2 separate regions of the Oryctolagus cuniculus genome follow, and region 1 is linked to region 2. A link is a contact called in public Hi-C data. All regions are on one chromosome and are shown on one strand. Each heading gives the region's core, a stretch centred on a gene start, on an enhancer-like site or on the middle of the called end of the contact. The rest is flanking DNA. Distances are from core to core; before and after follow the strand shown.

Region 1 (4,575 bases), core at 1,482-3,981, 690 kb before region 2:
ATACCTAGATATATTATTTACAAGGAAGCAAAAAGCAAGTTTCTTGCCTATTTGCTTCCAGTGACACATAAAATTATTAACAATTATAAAACTTCTTGGTAAATTATTTCTATTTTAATTAATTGATTCTTAGCTGATTCTTAAAAATAGATAAGTTGGTGGGTTTTTTTTTGCAAAAATGATACAAATACATTACAAAGTGTAAGGAATTTGTTTTTTTTTTTTCTTCATGTGATTACTTTTTGGAAAATTGCATCACAAGCTAAAGGTAGAGCAATTACTTAAAAACTCACAGCAGGAAATTTCACCTCGTTCTATTAACATTTGCAACGAGTGCCACCTTTTGAAACTGAAGATTTCACTTCTTCCGAAGTTTTAAATAGGAACTGGAATGTCTCATTACCAACTATTTAATATCAATATACAGTCCCCTGTAGTTGATCAGAAGTGATGGCTTGGCATACAACTTTTTTCATCTTTTGTTGTTCACAGTTCTTTTCTAGTTCAACTCCAAGGGTGGAGTCCAGCAATTCTTCCACTTGCAGATGAGTAACGAAAGATTGATAGCTAAATTCGAATGCATTCCTTTCTGACAGACTGCATTTGCAGAATGTTTAGAGGCAATCCCGAAGCTTCAGAGGATGTTTATTGCACGAGTCAATAGGGCAACACCTCCAAGCTGGTACATACAAACGAAAGAGGAAACAGCAGTTGAGGAAATCCTGTTCCAGGTTTTCGGGCGGCCCGGGTGATTGACACATGATATCACTGGAGGCGTGTCCTGCCGTGGAGGTGGAGGTGGAGGCGAGGAGCTGAAATTCTGCGGAGCGGGAGTGGGTTCGCTCTGTAAAGCACGCACTGGTTTGCAGAGTGATAGCAGCAGACAGAGCTCCCTGCCCTGGATAAGGAACAGCTACAGACGCTGTACATGTGCCTGAAAAGCAATTTGCAATCTTTGCACTAGGTAAGAGCCGGTTCCTTCCTTTCCTTCCGTAGACATTTTAGGAACGGTAAGGTGAGAAATGTGGGCTTTTGCAAGGACTGAACAGGTCTTTGAACTCGCTTTAGAGCCAAGAGGACTGGTTGCATTTCAAAACACCAGCAGCCTTCCCACTGCTAAATGCTCTCAACGTAAATGCTGACACTAAACGAAAAAGCAGGGTCCCTTTCACTTTTTTTCCTAAACCGAAGAGTATCAAGTTTAAGGTCTGAGCGGTCGGACGCGTGAAACACAGGGCCGCTTATGCCGAAGAGGGGCTGGCACTCGGTATGCGGACCAACTGCGTGTTTGTTTAAGGCATTGTTGGCGACCGAAGCCCGAGAGAAGCTATGGTTTAAAACCTAAATTTCCCGTCCCTGTGTATTGCTTTCCAGTGCGCAGAGGCGTTGCTTGAACGTGGTCTGAACTCCCAGGCATTCCAAGGGGGCAAAAGCACTTGGGCAAAAACGTGCAAGTCTGCATGTTACTTGGGCTCGCCGCTGACACGCCGACCGTGCGCCGGCCTGTCAATCACGGGCAGCAGCAACAGGCGGCACATGGCAGCGGGCTGCGGGCGGCGGGCGAGAGCTGGCCAGCGGCCCGCCCCGCTCCCTCGGCCCGGCGGAGCGGGCGGCCCAGGGCCTGGGGAGAAAGGAAATTCATGAGTTTCTCTCTCTGAACCCTGTAGCGGGGATCCCGGCCGTGGACGCGCAGGGTCGGAGGACCGGGACTGAGCGCTCTCCGGGAGAGGCTGCCCGCGGACACACTGTGCCCCCCACTTGCCCGGCGTGCGGCACCGAGAAAGCGCCTCGGCCTGTGCGGGGGACAAGGGACGACGCCGGTCTCTGTTTTCTCTCTGAGAAGGACCCCCAAACTTCGCTCCTCCACAGCCCCCTCCCCAAAGCGGCAGACAACCCCCCTACTACCCCCCACCCGGCAGCGGCAGCCTCGCGGGCGCGTGCCCTCCGGGGTCCGGCCGGGGCCTGCCGCGGCTCCGCGACCCGCCCGCCCGACGCCTGTGCGAGCCCTGTCCCGGGCGCCGTGAAGTCTCGAACGCCCGTGACGTGGATTTTCACTCGTCAGGAGGCCGCCGCCCCTCCGTCCCTCCCCGCGAGGAGCGATTGGCACCCGAGAAGTACACTCTGGTCCGAGCACACCGTGCCAGTCAGCTGGCCCGTCACGCACTCTTCTCTCCGCCGCGCCCCTGCTCGCTTTTCTGAGACTCGGAGAGGCCTCCCGAAGGGACTCTGACTAGCTAGCTCTTGCCAGTCGGGCTGCAGAGGAACGGCCCCGAGGTGGATGGGACTGGAGCCGTGAGAGGTCTGCGCGCCCGGCCGAAGGCGAGCGGCCGCAGAACTGCTGTCCGCAGCCGGAAGGGGGCCGCGGGGAGCGCTCCTGCCCGGCTGCGGCGGGGGCGAGGGAGGCCGCGCGGGCCCACTCCTTGCAGCCTGGGCGATGCCTGCTCGTCCTGCGCGCCGCGGTTGATGCGGCGCGTGCACGACGCCGCCCGCACCGAGACCAGGGCCGGCTCGCTCGGCTTGGCTGCCCTCCAGCGCTTCGGCCTAGGTGAGTGCGCGGCGGCGGCCGCCCGCGGGCAGGCAGGCGGGCGGGCGGGCGGCGCGCGGGCGGGGCTTGCTCGGCGCGGCAGGTGCGGGGCTCCCGGACCGGAGGGGCAGGGCCGGGGAGGGCCGAGGCCGCGCGTCGCAGGCTCCGCCCGCCGCCCCTCGCGTCCTGGGGGCTGCGGCTCAGGGCGGTGGGGGCGGGGGAGCTCGGGGGTGGGCAGCCGGGGTGTGTGGGGGGGCGACCTTGCGCGGCCCAGGACAACGACGAGGCAGGGTCTTCCGGTGCTTAGTTGCTTGGAGCGGGTGTTGCCGTGGCCCAGGTTGTGGTCTCCACGCGAAAGATGGATTCGGGGGGCTTTCGTGGGGGTGTTTCCCTGGGTGGGGGGCAGGAGTGTCCTGGCTTGTGCCACCAGCGGGCTTTCTGCGGTGGAGTCCGCGCTCGGACGTGGGGTCGGGAAAGACCGTGTGCGCGCGCTCGTGGAGGGCGGTGAAGCCCCCCACCCCGGGACAGAACCCGCGTGCGCCGCGGAGCTTGTTTGGGGAGCGGCGGCGAGGCGAGGGGAGAGGGCACTGCCACTTTAACAGTGGGGAAGTCCGCCCTCCTGAGGTAATGGTAACCTCAGCCTCCTCCCGCCTCCTGCCGGAGCTAGAGGGAGAGAGAGAGAGAAAACTTGTTTTCATTCATAACTTTTTCCTTTTCCTTCCTCTGCGTCCACTATTTATTCCCCGCTCCTCTCAGCGCGGATTGCAGAGGGCGCAGCTCCACCGTCGTAACCGGGCAATGTGGCGGCGACGCTCCGCTGCGGCCCCTGCCCCGGCGCGCTCGGCCCCAGCGCTCCGCGACTGCGGCGTGTCCTTTAAAGTGTAGACGGACGCTCGCCTAGACGCCGGCCGCCGCGGGCTCGCTCGGAAGGCTCGGCGCGATTGGCCGGAACCCTCGGTGTCCTGCGCAGAGAGTGTGCTGGAGACCCCCGGGGACGCGGAGGATGTGACGGGATTGCCCGCACAGGTATGCCGCTTCGCCTCGCGGCTCCGGGGGCGCGTGTGCGCGCGCGGGCAGGGGCCGGGGGGCTTCCCCTTCGGGTGCCAGGCGGTAGATTTTGTTGGGGTTTTGTGCGTTTGGGAGAGTCGGGGTGGGATCTGGGCGACTTAGTCTCCCCGCCAGCGTGGACTTGGTTCCGGCCATCAGAATGAAAGTTGCGCGTGGTGGGGATGATAGGGCCCCTTTGCAGGACTCTTGGCACATTGAGAGCCCCCTCCCCGCCCCCCGTGCTCGCAAAGCTCTGGGCTGAGAAGTGGCGGTACTGGGCTGGAGGGAGGATTCGGAGCCTCCAGCAGCCCCCGGGGACCTCGGGACGGAAGGCGGCAGGCCGGGACCGTGCCGCTGGGCGCGCGCGGGGCGAGCGGCGTGAAGGCGCGGGACGCCGGCAGGGTACCGCACCGAGCGCGGGGCAGGGTCTCGGGGCGCCGGTGGCTGCCGGGAGTGCCCCGTGTTCTGCTCTGCTCCTTAAGCCGGCACGGAGTGTTTTGGCGCAGAGTCCTAGTGGAGAATGGGCAGGGTGTGTGTGTGTGTGTGTGTGTGTGTGTTTTCTTTTCATTCTTCCCGTTGGGTTGAATCTGTAGACTTGGAAGGTGTTTGTGTGAAAAATATTTTAGTTTGCCATTGATGAGAAGGGAAACGTTTTTATGCTTGGTAGGTTTTTTTTTTTTTAAATGAAGAATACATCATAAATTAGTAATCTACGACTTTTATGGAAACATAGATGTTTGTTTTTATCAGGATGTTAGAGTACTTATTTTATTACAAGAGGCGCATTGATTCAGAGCTGGCAGTACTTTTGAAAATCAAGGCCCCGTCCTCTAAATGAGGATTTTTAAATTAGAGGAAATACAGATAATTAAGATAGCCAGGATTTCCTCACACTGCTTGAAAGGCCTAACGCTTATTTGTGCATAAAAATTATCTTGTTATGTGAGTGAGCCCTTATTTAAGCTTTTAAAAAAGGCATTTCATGATTTCCAGTAGGAACGCTC
Region 2 (4,261 bases), core at 1,458-3,957:
AGAGAGATAGAGAGAAAAGTCTTCCTGCTGTTGGTTCACCCCCCAAATAGCCACCACAGCCGGCGCTGCACTGATCTGAAGCCAGGAGCCAGGTGCTTCTTCCTGGTCTCCCTTGCGGGTGCAGGGCCCAAACACTTGGGCCATCCTCCACTCCCTTCCCAGGCCACAGCAGAGAGCTGGATTGGAAGAGGAGCAACCGGGACTAGAACCTGGCACCCATATGGGATACCGGTGCCACAGGCGGAGGATTAACCAAGTGAGCCACAGCGCCGGCCCCAAGGGTGCCTTTCATTTTTGTCAGAGTTCTGATTGGTTTTCACTTTTTAATAAACTGGTAATTTCAACAATTTTTGAACAGTAAGAACATTGATCTGGATATTACTTGGGATACTTGCAATGTCATGATAAAATGGGATACTTATTTTAGCATTGTAGTGTATTTTGGTGCAGGTAAAGTGGAGAATATGGTGTTGTTAATCAGAGAATCCTAGAAAGGCAGAAAAGGTTAAAGGTGGAGGTCGAACTGAGTTTGGTGAAAGACTTTGGAGAGAGTTGAACCAGGTTACCTCACAGACTGATAGGTAACTGTGATTCTTAGTGACAATGCATCAAGAAGTTGTTGGAAGGAACAGTGGGAAATAGAGAAATAAGGGCTTGAAAGAGAAGAAAAAAAACAAGAAAAACACAATATTAGGCAACTTCAAAAAGTTCATGGAGAATTTAATTGAAAGGTAAGCTTGTTTTGGTATAAAAATCTCGAAAGCCATACTCAGCTTTTTCATAATATACATTTTCATGAACTTACATATAATGTATTTTAAAATATAATTACATATTATAACATAATTCTTGCTGCCATTCCAAACCATTAGAAACACCTCCAAATTTCATGTTATTGTTGAGTTTTTTGGTGTAAGTACAAAAGAGAAAGATTAAAATCCATTTTTTGCAGCTGAAAAGTTTTTTGAGTCATAACTAAAATCATTTAACATAAGAAAATCATCTGAGTGGGAAATAAGCATGTGAAGTCAGTTCTACACTTTCTCATGCCTGTCTTATGGAGAGAGTTGGTTTTTCTACAGAACCAAGAATGGAACTAGAAGCCACTTTTATCCAACATAAAATGTTGATTTTGTTGACATTTGCTAACATATATGTATAAATTTTGCCCTGCATGCTAATACATATGTATGTATGTATAATAAGCAGATGGTCTACAATGGTTCAACTTCTGAATTTTTTACTTTACGCTGATGCAAAACCCATACACATTCAGTAGCATTTGGACATTGAATTTTGATCTTTCCCCAACCTACTAATACGTGGTACAATACTCTGTTGGAAAGTGGGGTAGCAGCAGCAAATTGCAGCTTCCACTCAGTTGCACGACCATAAGGGTAACCAATTGCTACTCTGTTGTATGGTGTGTTGTAGTCAATGAATTACATGAGGTCTTCAGTATTTTATTATCAAATTGCTTTGTGTTGGTTGATCTTTCCCCACTCTAGGGGAATATGTGTTCTGAGCATGTTTAAGGTAGATTGAGCTAGGTTTAGGTTTAGTAAATTAAATGTATCAAGAGCAATTTTAACCGACAATATTTTCAATTATTATGAGTTTATCAGGTTGTAACCCCATCATGGGTGTGTGCGCGCTCTCTCTCCCCTCTCTCTCTCTCTCTCTCGCTGTGTGTCTGTGTGTGTGTAAAGAGGGATAGAAAAGAAGAACTGAAAAAAAATAACGTCTCATAAATAAGTCAATTGGGTTGGCTTTTGGTGCAGCAGTTAAAACATTGCTTGGAATGTCTGAATCCTGTCTCAGAGTGTCTGGGTTCAATATTCAGCTCTAGTGTCTGGTGCTGAGCAGGGTAGGCTAAGCTTCTGGCTGCAGCACTGGCATCCCACATGGACGTCGGTTCTTGTCCCTGTGGCTCCATTTCCAATCCAGCCCTTGGTGGCTAGTGATATTAAATATGTATACTGGCTCTTAGAAGTGAATTTCCTATGATATCATTTAGATCAAATATGCTCTCATCCCCAAGAAAAACAAGCCTTTCAAACATGAACATTTCCTGAATTATCCATCTATGTGCAAATAGGACATGGCTCCTACATGTATTACCATTACTTTTATAGATGTTTTTAAGCTCCTGAATTCTTTGCAAGTGCCAATTTCAACCCTCCCATTCTTCTTCAAAAGGGCATAGTTATAATTTAACTCAGTAAGGGTGTGAGATCTTTAATGCATTTTCCCAACATGGCTTACTGAACTTTAAGCCATTTTTATTCTGGTGCAAAATATAATCATTGAGCACCACACGTGCCCTGTACTGACTTTGAAATGAACTTCATATGAATTGTGTTGACTTTCCTGGAAATACGTTAGTGCAGAGATGCAACACGAGATTTCTTGTCAAACCACTTCTACAGGTGGATTTGAAACAAGTTGGGCACACTGACTCTGCTTCTCACTTGCTGAAATTCCTATCCCAAGTGCTTCCTTTGCTACTGCAAAGATGGAGGTGGAGGGTTCACAGATTTTATACCTGAGTCCAGGTTGCATAACTGGGCTGAAAAATATGGAGTAAGAGTGACCTTTAGTGGCCACTTGGAGTAATCACAAAGGGAAGTAATGTTATCTCCAGGGAATGAATGGACATTCTGCTTGCATGACTACTTAAAACAGAAATGTAATGAATTGGAATTGACTAACCATGAAACTTTTACTTGCCTTTGTATGTTACTCACATTCTAACACTCTGAGTCACTGTTCAGACAGCTGGAAAGGTGCAGTTTTAATTGGCAAATGGTAATCTAGTCACACCTCTTAATGTGACTTAGGAGCTTCAGTGCAAAAGTCTCCCACACAAATAGATTTGGAAATGTACCATTTAATTGAGGCAAAAACCCTTTGCACTCTATGGATTAATATAAGCCACCTGGTAATCTTTTGAACTTGAGAGCGAAGCAGTAGGGGAGGAGTCACTTTTTAGTATCACATCCGACCTGAGAAAAGGGAGACCCTCTCCCATTTAGAATGAAAGCCACTACTGATGGAAATTAACATGCGTAGAAGGTACATTTTTTTGTTGCTGTTGAGACACATCAGTGCCTAGTTCAGTAATTCCACCTTAAGATGTAGAGAACCTCTTCATAATGAAGGCATTTCACTCATTTTATAACGAAGGTATTATTTGCTTAAAGATTTCATTTTCTACAATCTATTGAAACCATGTGGCAGTGCTTATACCCCCATGAGAACTTTCAGCATTGTAAATAATCTGCACATTTGTATAAATGCTCTTCAAAACATTGTAAACTGATTTGTTATTCTAATTATTTAAGTTTTTTTTCTAGTGAAATCCATTATTGTATATGATGATAGATTTTCATATGAAGAGACATTAGTAATGCATTGCAACACATTCAAAGAGAATCAGAGTTTCTGAATTAGACTGGCCCATTCTCAAAATGCATGTCTTGGACAACACAAAGGATGGATGATAAAGCAATGCCATTAGGTGGAAAGGCCATCAGATTGAGCATAAGGAAACCCATACTACTTTTTAAATCTTAGTTGCGACTCTAGTTTTGTCAAATGAGGATATTAATTATAATAATTGATAATATAATTTACTTGAAATTATAAAATTATGCACATGTATATTATAAATTCCAGGTAATTATAATGTAAAAATCGAATACATCATTGACATTTATTGTAGATATGTCCTTTAAAATATATACACATAACATCATGTTGAGTGAAATAAGCCAGACACAGGAAGAGAAATACCACATGTTCTCTCTTATATGTGGGAGCCAACATTTAGAAAGAAACAAACAAACAAAGAATGAAGGAAGGAAGGCAGGCAGATAGACCTGTGTTATCAATATTGCTGCAAATACAATTTTGTGAAACTATATTTTATATGTTTATTTAATACCTTAACCAATTGTTAAGAGTGTTATATTATGATAGCTTTGATGATCTGTGGTTATGTTAAAATTTAATATATATGGATGAAATGGTCACTTTTCCATTCAATTATTGCCATTGTCTATATTCCCACAAGACTAGGGTATTTTTACTTTTTACTTGTTAAACATTATTTCATGAACTATTAAGTATTAAGCCTTAGTACTGTAATGTATATTTAAAATATATTTTATTATCTCAAATAGTAAAAGAAAGAAAGAAAGGGGGGGATGGGAGGATGGGAGAAAGGGGAGAGGAATGAATATCTCATATTCTAAGAATT

Evidence for each region. A called contact is a pair of places that touch in the nucleus more often than the background predicts.
Region 1: a contact with region 2 is called in a Hi-C map of skin fibroblasts, with 4 times the contacts expected there. The contact joins the promoter of SPRY1 here to the enhancer-like site in region 2. A contact is called at or near these places in 3 of 6 Hi-C or Micro-C datasets (embryonic fibroblasts, skin fibroblasts and an unstated tissue).

Annotation. Positions count from the first base shown.
Region 1 is chr8:41,315,980-41,320,554 of mOryCun1.1, reverse strand. It overlaps SPRY1 (sprouty RTK signaling antagonist 1), which reads left to right and starts at 2,731. Exons shown (of 3, transcript XM_070047199.1): 1 at 2,731-2,861; 2 at 3,281-3,550.
Region 2 is chr8:40,627,712-40,631,972 of mOryCun1.1, reverse strand. No RefSeq gene overlaps it. Among named protein-coding and RNA genes, the nearest start is that of TRNAF-GAA, 66 kb to the left of the region's middle. Within about 2 kb of position 2,707, at least 1 of the 8 cell types and tissues checked has an H3K27ac peak or open chromatin away from gene starts, as enhancers often do.